Linked DNA regions of Zea mays: region 1 is linked to region 2. A link is a contact called in public Hi-C data. All regions are on one chromosome and are shown on one strand. Each heading gives the region's core, a stretch centred on a gene start, on an enhancer-like site or on the middle of the called end of the contact. The rest is flanking DNA. Distances are from core to core; before and after follow the strand shown.

Region 1 (3,520 bases), core at 924-3,423, 280 kb after region 2:
TATTCAACAGCTATAGTGTGGATATAGGGTTACTCTCGAATCAAGGTAAAAGCTAAAAAAACATTTTAATCAAATACAAGAACAAACCATCCATCATTATCCTTGCAGGGATGAATTCAAAAGGTCAAGGACTACGTCAAGTTGAGTCTATGTTACCATCCGATTTTTTTTTCATGTTTGGGCTGTATCCGAGCTTTACAATGGGCCTATAAAAAAAATGCATGAGTGACAAAACAGCATATGTAGAAAACCAATAAAATTTCATGTCATAATACCATTTGACTTCAACATCATCTCCTGGCTTCAAGTATGCAAAATACTGACTCATTTCCCCATCGCCTGTACAGAGTACAGTTAGCAAAAAGGAAAAAAAACAGAAATTATGCACTCAAACAGAAATCAACTCAGAAATTATTTTAATATTCCAGATTCCATTTCCATGACCAACTTAAATTTAAACTCTAATGATTCATTAGACAGTTACAAGGTTCTCAAATTTATAGAGCAACTTTTTAACATAACTTGATCAATAAATCAATAAGCCCACCCTAACTGGTTTCTGAAATAACAGTTGTGTAGATCCAAATCGAGGCAAGAAAAACTTACTTGTGGGAAGAAGCCGAAGTGCAGGGTGGCGGAGACGCTAGACATGTTGTAACAACTAACAAACACTACCCTCTGCCCCTTGTCCTTGGAATCCAATTCTACCGCCCTGCAAATGCACAGACCCACAACTCTCTGTTCCTCTCCCGGTCCTCCCCCCTCTGACTGGCACAACATCACACACACACGCAACAAGAAATGATGTGGGAGCCCAATGGGTCGTGTCGAAACCATGGAACCATTTGGCCCAAAGGCAACAGAGGACGACAGATAGCTCGGAGTGAAAGCAACAGCACAGCACTTCAAATTATTGAAAGTAGAAATGGTGGCAGGAATGCAGAGGTCTGATCAGACGGATTACAGGCAGGGATTCAGCAGGAAACAAAGAACAAGCACAATATGTTCAAATAAGTTCAAATCGAAACATCAGATTGTTCAGTTCATTATTCTGGATGTTGTCGATCACGGTGATCAAAGGCAGGAAGGTAGACATGGTAGCTTCGATCGAGCAGGTGATGCATGGTACGCGCTCTCAGTCCTGTTCCGGCCAGTCGCCGTAGATGTCGTTCATCTTCTTGCGACCAAGGAGCTCCAGACGGGTGGCCTTGCAACCGCCCTCTCCGGCCGCGTCGGCAGAAACGGATTGGAACGCCCTTGTGGTAGCCGGTGCATAGTTGCTGGTGCTGGTGCTGCTGCTGTTACGGTACGCGGCGGCCGTGGACCCCGGCGAGTACGCCTTTGCATACGACGACGAATTCCTCAGAGCATACTCCATAGACCTTGGCCCCCCAGGAAAGGGCATCTCTGCGCTAGAACACAGGGACGACGAACGAGGTAGATTAACATCCGGCCGCCATGCACACGTATAGGGAGGTGGAGCGCACAAGCTCGTACCTGTCGTGGAAGCGTGGACGAAGGCGCACCTATCCCCACGGTGGCAGGCCCCCGTGTCCCTGAACTCGAAGCACACCCTAACGCAGTACCCACCGTGGGGGCTGCTGGCAGCGGCACCTGGCGACGACGACGGCAGCGGCGACTTCCGTCGGACGAGCGAGGTCAGCAGGGGCAGCGGCAGCGGCGGCCGCAACTCCTCGGAGCCGTGCGCGAAGGTGCACCCACCCTCGTACGCGCACTTGCCCGCCTCGAACTTCTCGCACAGCCTCGTCTTGTAGTACACCTTCTCTGGCGGCTGCGGGTCCAGCCCCAAAACCCCCTCCCTCGCCCCCGGGTCCTGCTGCTCCCGCTCCCGCTCCATCTCACGCTTTCTCTGCTGGTACTGGTGCTCCTTTTGGCGGCCCTGCTGCGGCGCCGCCGACCCCACGGGCAGCACGATCACCCCGTCCGGCGCCTCCCAGCGGCCAGCACCAGCGGTGGCGGCGTTGCGCTCCCTTTCCATGTTCTCGGTCCGCTTGAGACCACCAAACCCTAGGCCTAGCGCTGGTACTGTGATCGGAGCAGCCGCCGGACGGATGGAGGCCGCAGATTTATGCCGAGACACGAGGAGGCGGCGGCCCGGGATGCCGTGCCGAGACGATGCAGGCAGTGATGATTTGGGGGCCGACGCTTCCCGTGCCAGTCGGGATCGGGTCACAAGGCCCGGATTATCCGCTGGCGGGCTCCAGATTGGACGCGATCGATCCGCCGGATCGAGCATTTGGGACTGTTTGGGGTTCGTTCCGGCTCGATTGCACGTGGTGCGAGGAATGCCGGAAACGGAAACGCCTCGTCAGTTTCCGTGCTTTCGTGCTCGACGTGTGGGAGGAGTGGGGAAGGTGGGGTGTGCTGCCGGTTTTTGCGTTGGGACGTCGGCGACGGCGAGCCGCTGGCCCTGGGCTTCTGCCGGCCCAGAGCTTAACCAAGCGGTAGATGGGCCCTGCGTGGTCGTTGGGCACTTGGGTACAGTAACTTGGTCTGCTTGCCCTACCTGGCTGTAGACTTGGGTAGGTTCGGATGGCTCATACTCAGATCCGTGTCTAGTATAAGGTCGGGTCGAATTGATCCGCGTCTATCTATTTGATGTGTTGGGTGAGATTTTTTTGGACTAGGTCGGAGTTTTTTTAGCTTTGGGCCGGATTTTGGGGTCAAAAAACATGGCCAGTATCCGGGCCGTGAATTATTGCGGATCAAAAATTATGGCACATATACGCTCGTTGTATTGGTTGGGTGTGTCGGGCCGGGTCTGGTTTGGTCGGATCGAGTGATCCATGATCAGGTCTACCTGGCTATACCCGCTGCACACTATGGGAGCAACAGTGGATATGAACTCAGCCCGATTCTAGCTTATGAGTCAGGTGCCCATTTAGGTCCATTTAGGGTGCATTTGGTTGCAATGTGAAAGCTCTCTTGTGGGTTTTGGTGTTTGGATGACAACCCAATTAAAGGACTAACAAGTGTGCTAAGTATTGAACAGGTGCTTAATGCAAATAATAGGGTTCAACACAAGTGAACAAGTGTGATGGTCCAAAGACTGGATTATCTATAGATAATGAACATACCAAGTAAGATGGACATTGCTTAAGCGAGACTCGGTGTGCGTAACTCAGAGACAACCGATCAAGCCAAGGATGGAGGCAAGAAGAGCTTCAAGGTACCGAGTGCACGGAAGAAGGTCAAGGAGACCAGGAACCCAAAGCCAGGGGTGAAGAAGAAGACTTGCAAAGTCAAGGTTGATCGAGTTAAAAAGAGTTATGGTGCATCAAGGATCACTACATAAGGACATGACTTACAACCTTTGAGGTAACATCTACAGTTATGTGGTGTAAGTCATAAGGCTCAAGATTAAGCTCGAGAAGTGAACAAGGGGGTTGGAGCTCAGATATGTCAATCTAGATCAAGTCAAGTTGATTTGATGGTTTAGAGTCCAACATCGACCTCAAACATGCCAAATTGGGTAAAACGATGAAAAAGGTTTAGTATG
Region 2 (3,869 bases), core at 748-3,247:
AAAGTAGTTATTAACATGGTATGATGATGTATACCAATCTGAAAAACAGCAAGCCAACATCATGAAGGAAGAAAAGGAAAAGGGAAACAAGGGGGGGAAAAGGAGACGTAGGAGAGCAGAAGGGGCTGGCCCAGTCCACTAGCCACCCTCTATAACCCTCACCTGATTTGCCTATAGGGTTCCCGGACTCCCCCTCCCCGATTCATTCGTCGCCGCTCGTCCACTATCAGCATTGTCACTCGTTTCCCGTCTCTCCGATTTTCTCCTTGCATGCTGCTGCCTGCAACTTCTCTGCTCCTCCTCCCTTCTGCTTCTTGGGCCCTCGTTGAGCCGTGCACTCTCAGATCAGCTGAGCTTCTGTTCAGGTCAAGATCTATCGTGCCTCCATTGCCATGACAGAGGTGTGCTTGCCACCAGTGCCTCAATTGACATGGGCAGATGCTCGGTCTTGTTGGTTGGTAACGTTGGTTTCCCATCCTTCCTGGTCTCTTGTTGTTCTTAGTTAGGCAGCAGGGCCGTCATTTTGTTGTGTCTAGACACAGGCAACAACTTAAAACCCATGGTTCTCAGGCAAACACGAAGTGGAAGTGGCTGTCTCTCTGTGATCAGCCAGAGCATGATGGCCATCTAATGACAACAGTGCATTGCATATCACTTTGACTCAAACTTGGCATGTTTTTTTTGAACAAAAAATCTGCAAAGTTGCAGGACTGAATTCTAAGCTGTGCTCTGTGTGTCACAAGGCAAATGCCAACCAGGAATACTACGGGCCAGTTTGGTAAAGCTTCAGGTTCTCCTAAAATGGCTTCAGATTTAGCTACTCTGGTGTAGTAGCTGCTCCGGTGGAGCCAAAGAACAATGTAAAAAATACGGAGTATTTGACAAAACAGCTTCAAAGAGTATTTCTAAGGGCTAGTTTGGGAACCTCATTTTCCCAAGGGATTTCCATTTTCAAGGGGAAATTAGTTCATTTTTCCTTGGAAAAATAAAAATCACTTGAAAAAATAGAATTCCCACACTAACCCTAAGGCCTTGTTTGGGAACCCCATTTTTCCAAGGAATTTCCGTTTTCCCAAGGGAAATTAGTTCATTTACTCTTGGAAAAATATAAATCCCTTAGAAAAATAGGGTTTCCAAACTAGCCCTAAGATTAATGGGTAGAAGCTAAAAATTTTCGGCCTCCTTAGCGGCTTCATTCAGGGGAGAAGCCGTTTTTTTACCCTGTTTGGTAGGGTTTCTTGAGAAGCCGGAGCCGGAGCCGGAGCCCTTTCATAAGCCCTAGCAAGGGGACCCATAACTGTCATGTAAGTTAGGGTTTTAGCAATAACCAACACAGATCTAACGTTGAAAGACACAGAGAAAACAACTACACGCCGCAGTAGGCTTCTTGTACATCATATTATGTTATGTCGGCATGCTTTAGTAATATAGACCAAATTCGCGGATAGAGGCATTACATCGGTGACAAGCGGCCATGCCTAAATTAACTCCACCACTGATAAATAGTAAATAAATAATCAGGAAGAAGGACAGGGGATTGTTACAGGGACGCACCCATTCCAAGAGCGGACAACTCCACATCGCCGTGCTGCTGCATATACCTCTGCACGAGCCGAAGCAAGCAAGCAACCAACCAACCAAAGCAGTCAGGAACCGAAAACGTGGGGAAGGAACATCAACATCACGGAAGGAGGCGGCGGGTAGGGGGAAGGGGCAACCGTACGTCCGTACCTTGGCGAGGTTTACGTAGAAGAAGAGGGGCTTCTTGGTGTTGGACACCTGGATGCGGTTGCTGCTGATGCCGCCGCCCCTCCTCTGCCCTTCTCCGCCCGAAGCCGCCGCGTCTCCGGTGACGGTGAGGTTCTTCAAGCCCTCGGTGATCTCCTCCTCCACCATGGTCGGTAGTTATTCTAGCACACCGCGTCGCAACCGGATCGACGAGGTTGGTCGACGACACCCGAGGTTTCCGCTTCCGCTGGCGCGCCTCCCCTCCTCTCGTCTCCTCGGCGTTGCGGCGGGTGAGGGTCCAGACGGGTTGCTTATGCTAGCGAAACGAGGAACGCGGAGAGGCCCGGCCCGACGGCCTACGCGCGTGGGTGATGATACTGCGTGGGCTTGACGGACCCGGCGCTGGGACGGCTCAGCCCAACCTCGTAGCCGACGATTCAAGCAGCCGAAGCGGAAGCGTCTACAAAGAGGACAGCGGCCCTCTTGTCTGGCGATGGTAAGGCTCCGCTTCGACGCGGCCCATCTCTTCCCCGAATCGTTCGTTACTGGCTCCTCTCCTTCTGATTTTTAGGTGCGCACATAATTTCACAGCTTCTTCCTAAACTTAAACAAAAGTTATTATACCACAAAGCACCCCTCTAGAAAGTTTCCAGGGTGTTAAAAAAATGTTTCAGATAAGGGTTTGGTTGGCCCTCCATTTCATTAACTAATAGTTAGTTGACTAAAAATCAAGAGGTGTTTGAATGCATTAGAACTAATATTTAGTTGACTAAAAATTATTAGTGAAAATGTCTAGCTAACAAATAGCTACCTAACTATTAACTAATTTACCAAAAATAGCTTATAGTTGAATTATTAGCTAGGGTGTTTAGATGTCTCAACTTATTTTAGCCACTAACTATTATCTCTACTTCTCTAGTGCATTTAAACATCTCTATGTCGCTTCATTTCAACAATCCGGTTCGAGGCCAAAATTATCGAGTCAACAAATTTGGTTTAGGACCTCACAAAGATGGAGAGTATGGTTCCCAATATAAAACCATATTGTGCCAGATTTTTCAAGAAGTTTTGAAGGGGCAGTCTAGATATCGGTGATTGCCTCTCAACTAAACGTCAATGTTGTCTGCAACAAAAGGTTTTTCTTTAGTAGGGCGGCGACAAAGGAAAAGATGATATTGGTAAAGGGGAAAACAAGTGAGACTCTCGAGAAAAGCCTCACAAAGATGAGCGAAAATAGCATTGTGGAGAAGGGCGTTGGGTTCAAATGAATCAATTCAGTGTAGTACTCCAACAGACGCCTAAGAAGGGCGTTGGGTTTAAATGAATCAATTTGGAAGAGGGCGATGCTCTTGAGAAGCTAGGGCAGCACACTCAGGGTGAGGATGGCAGCAAAGTGAGCGAGTTAAGGCAAGGAAGTGTAACACTAAGGCTTTGTTTGGTTACTATAGTATTGATCCCAATACACATATGTTAAGGTGGATTGATGTGTAAATTAGTTTAAGTTATACCCCAATCCACCCTAAGACATGTGGATTGGGGTTAATACTAGAGTAGCCAAACTAGCTCTAACCCTTTGAGAAGTCACTGTCACACATAGAAGCCGAAGCGTTTATCATGTGGATTGAGGTTAATACTAGAGTACCTATCGGTACCCTGAAACAGGGGTACCCCTACTACTGTATAAAGACGCAGTGCCCACGCGGCTATCTCTTAGTCGTGTGGTAAACGTGTTGTGTGTGGGACCAGGCCACAGCTCGCCCCAGTCTCGGGCGACTACTCTGGGTCCACAGCAGCGCCCGGATCCACCACATGGGCGGATCCGGAGCCGCCACGTGTCCAGAGAAGGTGATGTACTCCAAGGCATCAACGATAAGTCCGGACCCCTGGATAAACAGTCTGGACCTCCAAGGATGGTCCAGGACCTCCACGTGTGCAAGGTGGACCCCTAGAATGGGATCCGGACCCCCCACAATAGGGTCCCGAGGTTCCAGGACAGAACATACTCGGGCCTAGAACAAGATCCAAGCGAGGGTCCGGTGCCGACACGTGTCCAGACCCGGACCTATCTGCATACACTCCTGCTCCCCGCTCAGGCGGAGACCCAATGCTGCTGCGTGGCCTACTGCACGTGACGTAAGCCA

Evidence for each region. A called contact is a pair of places that touch in the nucleus more often than the background predicts.
Region 1: a Hi-C map of ear shows a contact between it and region 2, with 3 times the contacts expected there. The contact joins the promoter of LOC100276294 here to the promoter of LOC100275297 in region 2. A contact is called at or near these places in 5 of 25 Hi-C or Micro-C datasets (ear, leaf, leaf mesophyll and 2 more).

Annotation. Positions count from the first base shown.
Region 1 is chr8:18,251,420-18,254,939 of Zm-B73-REFERENCE-NAM-5.0, forward strand. It overlaps LOC100276294 (Zinc finger CCCH domain-containing protein 1), which reads right to left and starts at 2,174. Exons shown (of 2, transcript NM_001150118.2): 1 at 1,498-2,174; 2 at 888-1,407. The coding sequence starts at 1,999. The coding sequence ends at 1,136.
Region 2 is chr8:17,971,474-17,975,342 of Zm-B73-REFERENCE-NAM-5.0, forward strand. It overlaps LOC100275297, which reads right to left and starts at 1,998. Exons shown (of 5, transcript NM_001149412.3): 1 at 1,732-1,998; 2 at 1,555-1,603. The coding sequence starts at 1,896.